2 separate regions of the Mus musculus genome follow, and region 2 is linked to region 1. Evidence: chromatin contacts called from public promoter capture Hi-C data. All regions are on one chromosome and are shown on one strand. Each heading gives the region's core, a stretch centred on a gene start, on an enhancer-like site or on the middle of the called end of the contact. The rest is flanking DNA. Distances are from core to core; before and after follow the strand shown.

Region 1 (3,934 bases), core at 718-3,217:
CAAGGAAAGTTGGACAGTCCTAGAAACTAGCACGGTGGTGACGACTCAGATGAAGAGGTGAGGATCCCATGGGAATGGAGCTATGGCCCGCTGTTCCTCATGTTACTCTCTTGGAGTAACTGAGATTTATTTTTCTCCTGTGGGAAACTGTCCCCTCACAGTGGGTGTCACAGGCAAGCCTCATTGTGTGTCTGTCAGTACCACTTCGAGCAGGTTGGCTTTGAGAGCTTTTTCTCCTAGTGATGGGGGAGGACGCCCAGGGAGTCTATTTATCATATGGCCAGAATCACAGAAAGGCAGTCCTTTCCTCAAACTTGAGTCATGGAGCTGTGTGATGTGTCATTTGTCATTGTCCTCTGTGAAGATGCTGAAGACAGGCAAGTTTATTACTTAAAGGATGGGCTCTCGCCCTTACCGTCCAATCTCCTACACTCCTCCTGGAATACAGTCATGTTGGATCATGATGAAAATTTCAATTAAAAATTTGTATTTGATTGACTTTTACTTATGTGCAGATGTGTAACCCTATGTGTAGGCCTGTGCGTGAGATGCCAGTATCTGCAGAAGCCAGAGGCATCAGATGGATCATCGGATCGGCCACTCTGGAGTTTGAGTTACTGGCAGTCATAAGCCAACAAATGTGGATGTAGGAATGGAACTCAGGCCCTCCAGGAGAGTAGTACATGGTCTTAATCACTGAGTCACCTCTCCATCCTTCCAGGATAATTTCAATGAAAAGTCTGATCCACTAAGCCCTCAAAGTTGTTTGCTACCAAAGTAGGGTCCTCAGTTGTGTTACTTGGCTACTAGATTTTTCTCTCTATTTACATCTTGTTTATAGGTACGGTGTCTAACAAAGGGAAGGAATATTTCCTAGGAGAATGCTAGAAAACTTTAGCAATGGGAAACTGTCTATCAGCTTTAGAACTTCCCAAGAAAGCCCAAGGAGTTAAAGCAGCCAACCAAGAATTTGGAAAAACTGTAGCGCTGGTCTTCATCAGTCAAGAGACTGGCACCAGTCAACAAGAAACACACAGAAACTAAGAAATATGACTGCCAAAGTCTTTATGAGCAGGCTTGCCCTAGAGTTTTACTACCTGTGGTTGGGGGAGATGTTCGGTGAGTCATTTGTCCTGTGACCACAGTGGCTGAAAGGCAACTCTAGCTGCCCTCTAGCCTCGCATCATCTAAACACAAGCCAGGGTTGCTCAGTCAGTCTTTTTTACATCCTTGGAGATGCAGGAGAAACTGTGTTTCTGGGAAGGGTCCCTCTAATTCTTCCCTGTAATTGTTTCCCTCTTTGGTTCACTACAATGTAACTGTAAGGTCCTCAGGTGGAACTCTTCCAGGGTGGGAGGGAGACCCTTCAGGATTCTGTGCTGGAAGGAACTCTGCTTATGTGACTTTTCCACCTCACTCTTCTCTGTGTTCTTAATTGATTCATTTTCATCAAGTATCTTGAATACCCTCTCTCTTCCATCACAGTGAACACTCAAAATAACATTAATAAAAATTTAGCTTTACACCAACATCTATTAAGAGCAAAACTCCGGGCCAAAGCTATTAATCAAATTCCATTTAAGAAGAGGATATTAAGTAAATTAGTTGAGCTGATTAAAAACACCTTCATCAAAGTAGAACATCGGTGCCAACAATATTAAGAGTTGAATTATCGATTTTGCTTTTTATAAAAACTGAAGATAGTCCATTAGCAGGGAAGAAAAAAACGATCCTTCTTCCTTCACTTTGAGGACAGTAAGGGTGATCTACTGCTAGGGATGGGGAAAGAAGTTCTGGGAAGCGAAGGGCATGACGGCAGAGTTTGTCAGAGGGTCAGAAAAGAAGCTCTGAGGTCAGATGCCCAGAGGAGGGCGCGGTCCAGCTGGGCAGCAGGACCACCTACAACCGCGCCGGTTGCGAGCGTACACCGGGGCGCTCCCGATCCCGGCCGCCAGAGGGCGCAGCCCGAGCCGGCGCGGCGCCGGGAAGGAGGAGGGGAGCGCGAGAAGGGTCAGGCGCGCAGGGCGTCCGCGCAGCTCGGCTCCGGGAAGGGCGCGGAGCCTCTGCCTCCGGGATGCGGCCTCCCGCGCTGCTGGCGCTGTTCAGCTGCTCCGCGGGTAAGTAGCGAGCGGCCCGGGCGGGCGCGGGGAGGGAGTCCCGGGGCTGCTGGCCACCCCCGCGCGGTTCCGGCTGCCGCCCGCCCCGTCCCGCCCCGTCCCGGCCGCAGCGCCCTCTAGTGGCGCCACCCTCGGCCCGCGCCCTCTCCATCTCCGCCTCCTTCCGCCGGGGCACGCGGGCTGGTGGGGAGGGCGCGGCCGGGTCGGGAGCCAGAGCCGCGCAACTGCTAGAAACTTTACAAGAGGCCGCGCCTTTCCCGCCCCTGCGCGCCGCCCGTGCGCCCTGCGGTGCACACCTCGCGCCCCACTATGAGCACCCCGCCCTGTGCGCCCCCAGCGCCCCGCCGAATGCTTGCCGCGCTCCGCGGTGTGCACTCCGCACTCCACCGTAGCTATCCTACGCCCCACGGCATTCATGCCACGGCCCGCCGTGTGCACTCTGCGCCCCACTGTGTACACTCCGTGCGCCCCACCGTGTGCACCCTCTGCTTGTGCTTACTCCGTGCCCGGCCGTACACCCCCTGCTCTCTACCGTGTGCCCCTGTGTCCCACAGCTGTGCACTCATGGGTCCCATAGTTGTGCATCCCATACCCCTAGATGTGCATCCCCGCGCCCCACCTTGTGCACACCCCTCGATCCTCCATGTGCATTCCCAGTGCCTGGAGGTGCATATCCCAAGTTTCACCCCTCCCGACCTTGAATACCGTATCCCACCTCACCGTGCATACCCCGCATCCCACTGTGTGCACCCCGCTCTCTACCTTGTGCATCCCCCGTGTTCCGCCCTGTGCACCCTGTACCTCCTGTTGTGGACAACCTGCACTCGGCCATGGGCACCCCTTTTCCCACTCCTCCGTATGTACCCTGGATCTCCTGCTGTGCATGACCGGTGTCCCACTATCTACACCCCACCCCCACCCCCGCCCATCGCCCCAGTCAAGCACACACCGTTTTGCCTTAAATACTCCATGCATCCCATCGTGTGTTCCTTGAGACCCTACCCAGCTTTACAGAACCCTGATACAGCCATTAGCACGCCCCAAGGCGCGCCCCCCTCCCCGTATCCCTTGCGTCACCCCCACCCTGTACCCTCAGCTCCTGCAATTTCCCAGAGACCTCCTCTCTTTGTGTACCACTCCCTAGGAACCTACAAACTTGGCCTGCCTTCCTCCTAATGCAGTTGGGCAAGGAGGGGAGGGAGGACCGGGGTGCCCCGCGGAACCTTGAGGCCTCCGGGAAAATCAGAGAACTGGTCCCAGGCAGTCCAGTTGCCTGTTCCTTTCTTCCCGTTTTCTGGAGGCCGTTTCCTCCCCCTTTCAGCTAAGATGATGTGGAAAAAAAGTTATAAAGTCATTGCGAATGACTCTTTATGATATTTGTTCAAGTTTGAAAGCGTGGGTTAAAAAAAAAAAAAAAAAAGACTCTTTGCAGCTTGTCCTAATACTTTTCCCTAACCCTGACTTGTCTGTGAAAAGGCAGAATTTCAGTTTTAGAAATGGCAGAATGGCTCAGTTTAGGGAAAGATGTAGTCCACGAGAGCCTTGACAGCTCGTTTGGATTTGGATTTATGCTTTCCGAATAAGGACGTTTTTTGTTTTGCTTCTGTGTACCCCTGGCATTTCTTCTGGTGCTCACTAAGTGTGAGAAAATTGAGCAAGATTAGCTTGTAATTAATTGCTCACCCACATGATTAATTTGGCAACACTGTAATTTAAAATGTTAGGGCACCTTGGACCCAGAAGGTAGCAATTGATCATGAGGAATTTTGGCCAGAGATCATGGGTTGGAGAAAGCTTTGTTGAGTCCTGGAGAAAAG
Region 2 (4,195 bases), core at 1,244-3,743, 200 kb after region 1:
TCTATCTTGGGCTAGAAGAGACTTCTGGGTTACCTCTCCAATGGTTCCCATTAGAACACAAGGGTGTGGTCATTGAATTGCTCAGAACTACAGACCTACAGCCCCATCCTGGATGCTCTGCTTATTTTCTGTACCTGAACATGAGGACAGCAGATGGAGAATGTCACTTCTGTGTTATTGGTTTAGGATTCTCACTGTGGTGGAAGTGGTTTTGTACTTCTGGGCAGTCAATGAGGGTGTGTGTTATTGTATGGAAGGTAGGACACACTTGCCCTTAGAAAGCTGTGTCAGAGAAGGGCCTGAGCACTCAGTCAGACCTAAGGTGACAGACAGTAGAACTTCCCTTGAGGAGAAGTGTAACAGATTGGCTTAATGCTGTGTGTATTCTAATGCTAATCTGGGGCCCCTAAGACTGTTTGCCCCAATGAGGGAGTCTGAGCATAAGACATCTGACCCTGTCCTCGGTTGTTGGTGATTGGCAAATAAAGATGTCAGCAGTCAATGGCTGGAGAGAAGAGAAATAGACCGGTTGAGTTTTGCTGGGCTTGGAGGAGGGAGCAGGGAGGAGGAGAGAGAAGAATCAAGCTGCCATGGAAGAAAGGCAGGAGGAATAAGGAGAAGCTGGGAGCTAAGAGCAGCCCAGATGGAACATAAAAGATAGTTAGTGATAACTTATTGGTAAGAAAATAGATTCTAACAGCGTGTGTGTGTGTGTGTGTGTGTGTGTGTGTGTGTGTAGAGGCAATTGACCAGCTATTGTGCTGCATAGTAAAAAATACAAGGCTATATATGCTAGCATTCTGTCTAAGCTCCCCCCACAGTTACCTGGCAACAGCCAGGTAGGCCTGACCCACTCACTATAAAAGGGGCTGCTTGCCCCCTCCTCACTCTCTTGCTCTCTCTTGCTTTCCTTCCCCCACCCCTGCCATTCCCTTCCCCCCTCTTTCTCCATGTGTTCATGACCAGCCTCTACTCATCTAGTTCTCTACTCTCTCTCTCTGCCTCTACTGCCCTCTTAACTCTCCTCCCCATGCCCTGAATAAACTCTATTCTATACTATACTATGTGTGGCTGGTCCCTCATGGGGAAGGGATGCCTCAGCATGGGCCTGCCGAGGCACGCCCTCCTCCAGTACCTCACCACACCTCCATAAAACATACCCCCCCCTCTTTATCATTTTATAAATACATCAATGTATGTCTTTCATCTGGGAGCAAATATGGTCTAAGGTAGGAAGAAACCCTGTGCCAGGATTTTTTAAATACTTTTTTTTTTTTTACTACAGAGAAGGCCTTACCTGCTAGGTGTTTTATTTCTAGTATGAACGGAACTGAAATGAACAGGGCTTATCCTCTGCTCTCTTTCCCAAATCACCCAGCTTCCTTCAGCTCTGCCACGTTTGAAGATGATCTAGTCTAATTTTTAAAATGTTCAAAACTCAACAGAGCAGTGGTAGCACACGCCTTTAGTCCCAGCACTCTGGAGGCACAGGCAGGTGGATCTTTATGAGGTCTTGGCCAAGCTTGTCTACATAGTGAATTCTGGAATAGCCGGGGCTACATGGTTTTTCTCAAAAACAAAACAAAACAAACAAAAAACAAACAAACAAAAAAAACCCGATTAAAGTAAATAAATAAATACATTGAGAACTCCAGTTTTTGTTCCATACTTGAAGTTGGCTCTCTTTCCTAGTCACTTGTACACATTTCATTTCTTCTCGTTTCTGCTTTATAGAATATTTTTCTCTAGTAAGAAGTTATGATTCATTTTTTTTCTAGTACTTTTCTCCCACTTTAAGCTTTTGGCAAAATATAATCTACAAAATTCACTCTTCAGTGACTTCCTGTTTTAATAGGCTGTTTTGTCAGCTGTCTCTTGGAATCTGATTTGGGGAGGTTGATGTGTTTATAAAAAGATAGAGAGAGAAGGAATATGTTCTATGGAGGGGTGTGGTGAGGTATAGGGGAAGGGGGTGCCTCCGCAGGCCCATGCCAAGGCATCCCTTCCCCCTGAGGGACCAGCCACACAACGGTATAGTATAGTATAGTATAGTATAGTATAGTATAGTATAGTATAGAATAGAGTTTATTCAGGGCATTGGGAGGGGAGTTGAGAAGGTTGTAGAGGCAGCGAAAGGCAGAGAGGGAGAGTAGGTAAGTGGAGGCCGTCCAGGAACACATGGAGAGAGGGAGAAGGAAATGAGGAAGGGAGAGGGAAGGGAAGAGCCCAAGAGGGCAAGAAAGAAACAAGAGAGCAAGAGAGACAAAAGAGGGAGGAGGGGGCAAGCAGCCCCTTTTATAGTGGGTCAGGCCTACCTGGCTGTTGCCAGGTAACTGGGGGGCGGAGCATACCTGGCTATTGCCAGGTAACTGTGGGGCGGAGCATACCTGGCTGTTGCCAGGTAACTGGGGGGCGGAGTTTAGACAGAACGCTAACAGAGGTGACTGGTACGCCATCTAGAACCGCAGATCTGCTTCTCCTGGTGCTTCTCACTTCTATGAGTGAGAGAGATTCTGGGAACCCTGTCAGCTGCCTGCTTCACTGTGAGAGGGAGACAGCTCCCGCTGAGACGACTCTGGGCAGTTTCATTCTGTACTCAGCACGAGGAAGACACCTGTTGTGTTGCTTTGTTTTCTTTTCTGGACTCAAAGGAGCCCCTCCTCACCTCTGCCTTCAACTCAGGATCCTGCAGCCTGCCCTGTAAGGAGAGTTCTAAGTCACAGCCTCTCCCAGATTTTTATCTTCAGATCCCTGCCTGCTTTCAGGCCTCCTGTGACTTTGCCACAGCTGGCTCACTGTTTAGCACGTCCATCCCACTTCTGGTCCATGGAATCTTACTCTTGCTTTGGATCATTTATCTGACCCCAGAGTCCAACAGGAGAGCCAAGAGATGGTCAGAGTTCTGTGCTAACCTATGACAACTACTGTTCCATCCTGGCACAGTTTCACAGACTTCATGATACAGACAGGTCATCTCTGAGTTCTGTGTGACTGTCCCTGCGAGATAGATAGAAGGAAGGGATAACATTGCCACCTACTGCTCTTTGCCATCAGGGAGTAACTCTTCAAATAGCTATAATGCAGACACCAGTGCTGCATAAAAGCAGGAAGTGTGGCTGATCCTAGTAGAGCAAAGCAAAATTTCCAGTCTGTTTTCCCATTTGAAAAATTGTACCAGAGCTGGAGAGATGGCTCAGTGGTTAAGAGCACTGATTGCTCTTCTAGAGGTCCTGAGTTCAAATTCCTCCAACAACCACATGGTGGCTCACAACCATCTGTAATGGGATTCGGTGCCCTCTTCTGGTGTATCTGAAGACAGCAACAGTGTGCTCATCATTATATTTATATATATGACAAATAAATAAAATCTTTAAGAAAAAGAAAAAGAAAAGGTCATACCAACGTACCACCTACTGTGGGCTTGTTGTTTGAGGCAAAATTGTAGTTCATTAAGAGAAGGTATTTGAAATTTAGTTTCATTATTTTTAATTCCATATGTTTGTGTGTCTGTATGTGAGTCACTCCAACACCACGCCTGACTGTATGCATCGCACCTCCCACAGTGATGGTCATAAACTCACCCTCTGAAATGGAAGCAATCCCCCAATTAAATCATTTATAAAGCTTTCCTTGCTCATGATGTTTCTTCATAGCAATAGAATAGTAGCTAAGACATAACTAAGAGACTCAGCTCAGTATGTGGCACAAACTATTAAGAAAAACGATTAGTTTCAGTACTGGCTGGTTTAATGTATCAACTTGACACAGGCTGGAGTTATCACAGAGAAAAGAACCCCCCTTGAGGAAATGCCTCCATGAGATCCAGCTGTAAGGCATTTTTCTAAATTAGTGATCAAGGGGGGAGGGCCCCTTGTGGGTGGTACCATCCCTGGGCTGGTAGTCTTAGGTTCTATAAAAAAGCAAGCTGAGTACGCCAGGGGAAGCAAGCCAGGAAAGAGCATCCCTCCATGTCCTCTGCATCAGCTCCTGCTTCCTGACCTGCCTGAGTTCCAGTCCTGACTTCCTTTGGTGATGAACAGCAATGTGGAAGTGTAAGCTGAATAAACCCTTTCTTCCCCAACTTGCTTTTTGGTCATGATGTTTTCGGCAGGAAGAGAAACCCTGACTAAGACAGTTATCACTGTGTCAAAGTCCCCATGCCTTTGGAACCCATGAAAACCCATCTGAGAGTATG

Evidence for each region. Promoter capture Hi-C pulls out the DNA fragments that hold promoters and counts their contacts.
Region 2: a contact with region 1 is called in a promoter capture Hi-C map of epiblast stem cells, with 2.8 times the contacts expected there. The contact joins the enhancer-like site here to the promoter of B3glct in region 1. A contact is called at or near these places in 6 of 39 promoter capture datasets (the HPC-7 cell line, epiblast stem cells, frontonasal cranial neural crest and 3 more) and 1 of 115 datasets of contacts at active chromatin or transcription factors (forebrain).

What each region holds. Positions count from the first base shown.
Region 1 is chr5:149,676,263-149,680,196 of GRCm38.p6, forward strand. It overlaps B3glct (beta-3-glucosyltransferase), which reads left to right and starts at 1,968. Exons shown (of 15, transcript NM_001081204.2): 1 at 1,968-2,117. The coding sequence starts at 2,075.
Region 2 is chr5:149,871,273-149,875,467 of GRCm38.p6, forward strand. No RefSeq gene overlaps it. Among named protein-coding and RNA genes, the nearest start is that of 4930500F04Rik, 26 kb to the left of the region's middle. Within about 2 kb of position 2,494, at least 12 of the 459 cell types and tissues checked have an H3K27ac peak or open chromatin away from gene starts, as enhancers often do. A contact at or near this core is called in epiblast stem cells and stem cell-derived epiblast-like cells, where this site is marked.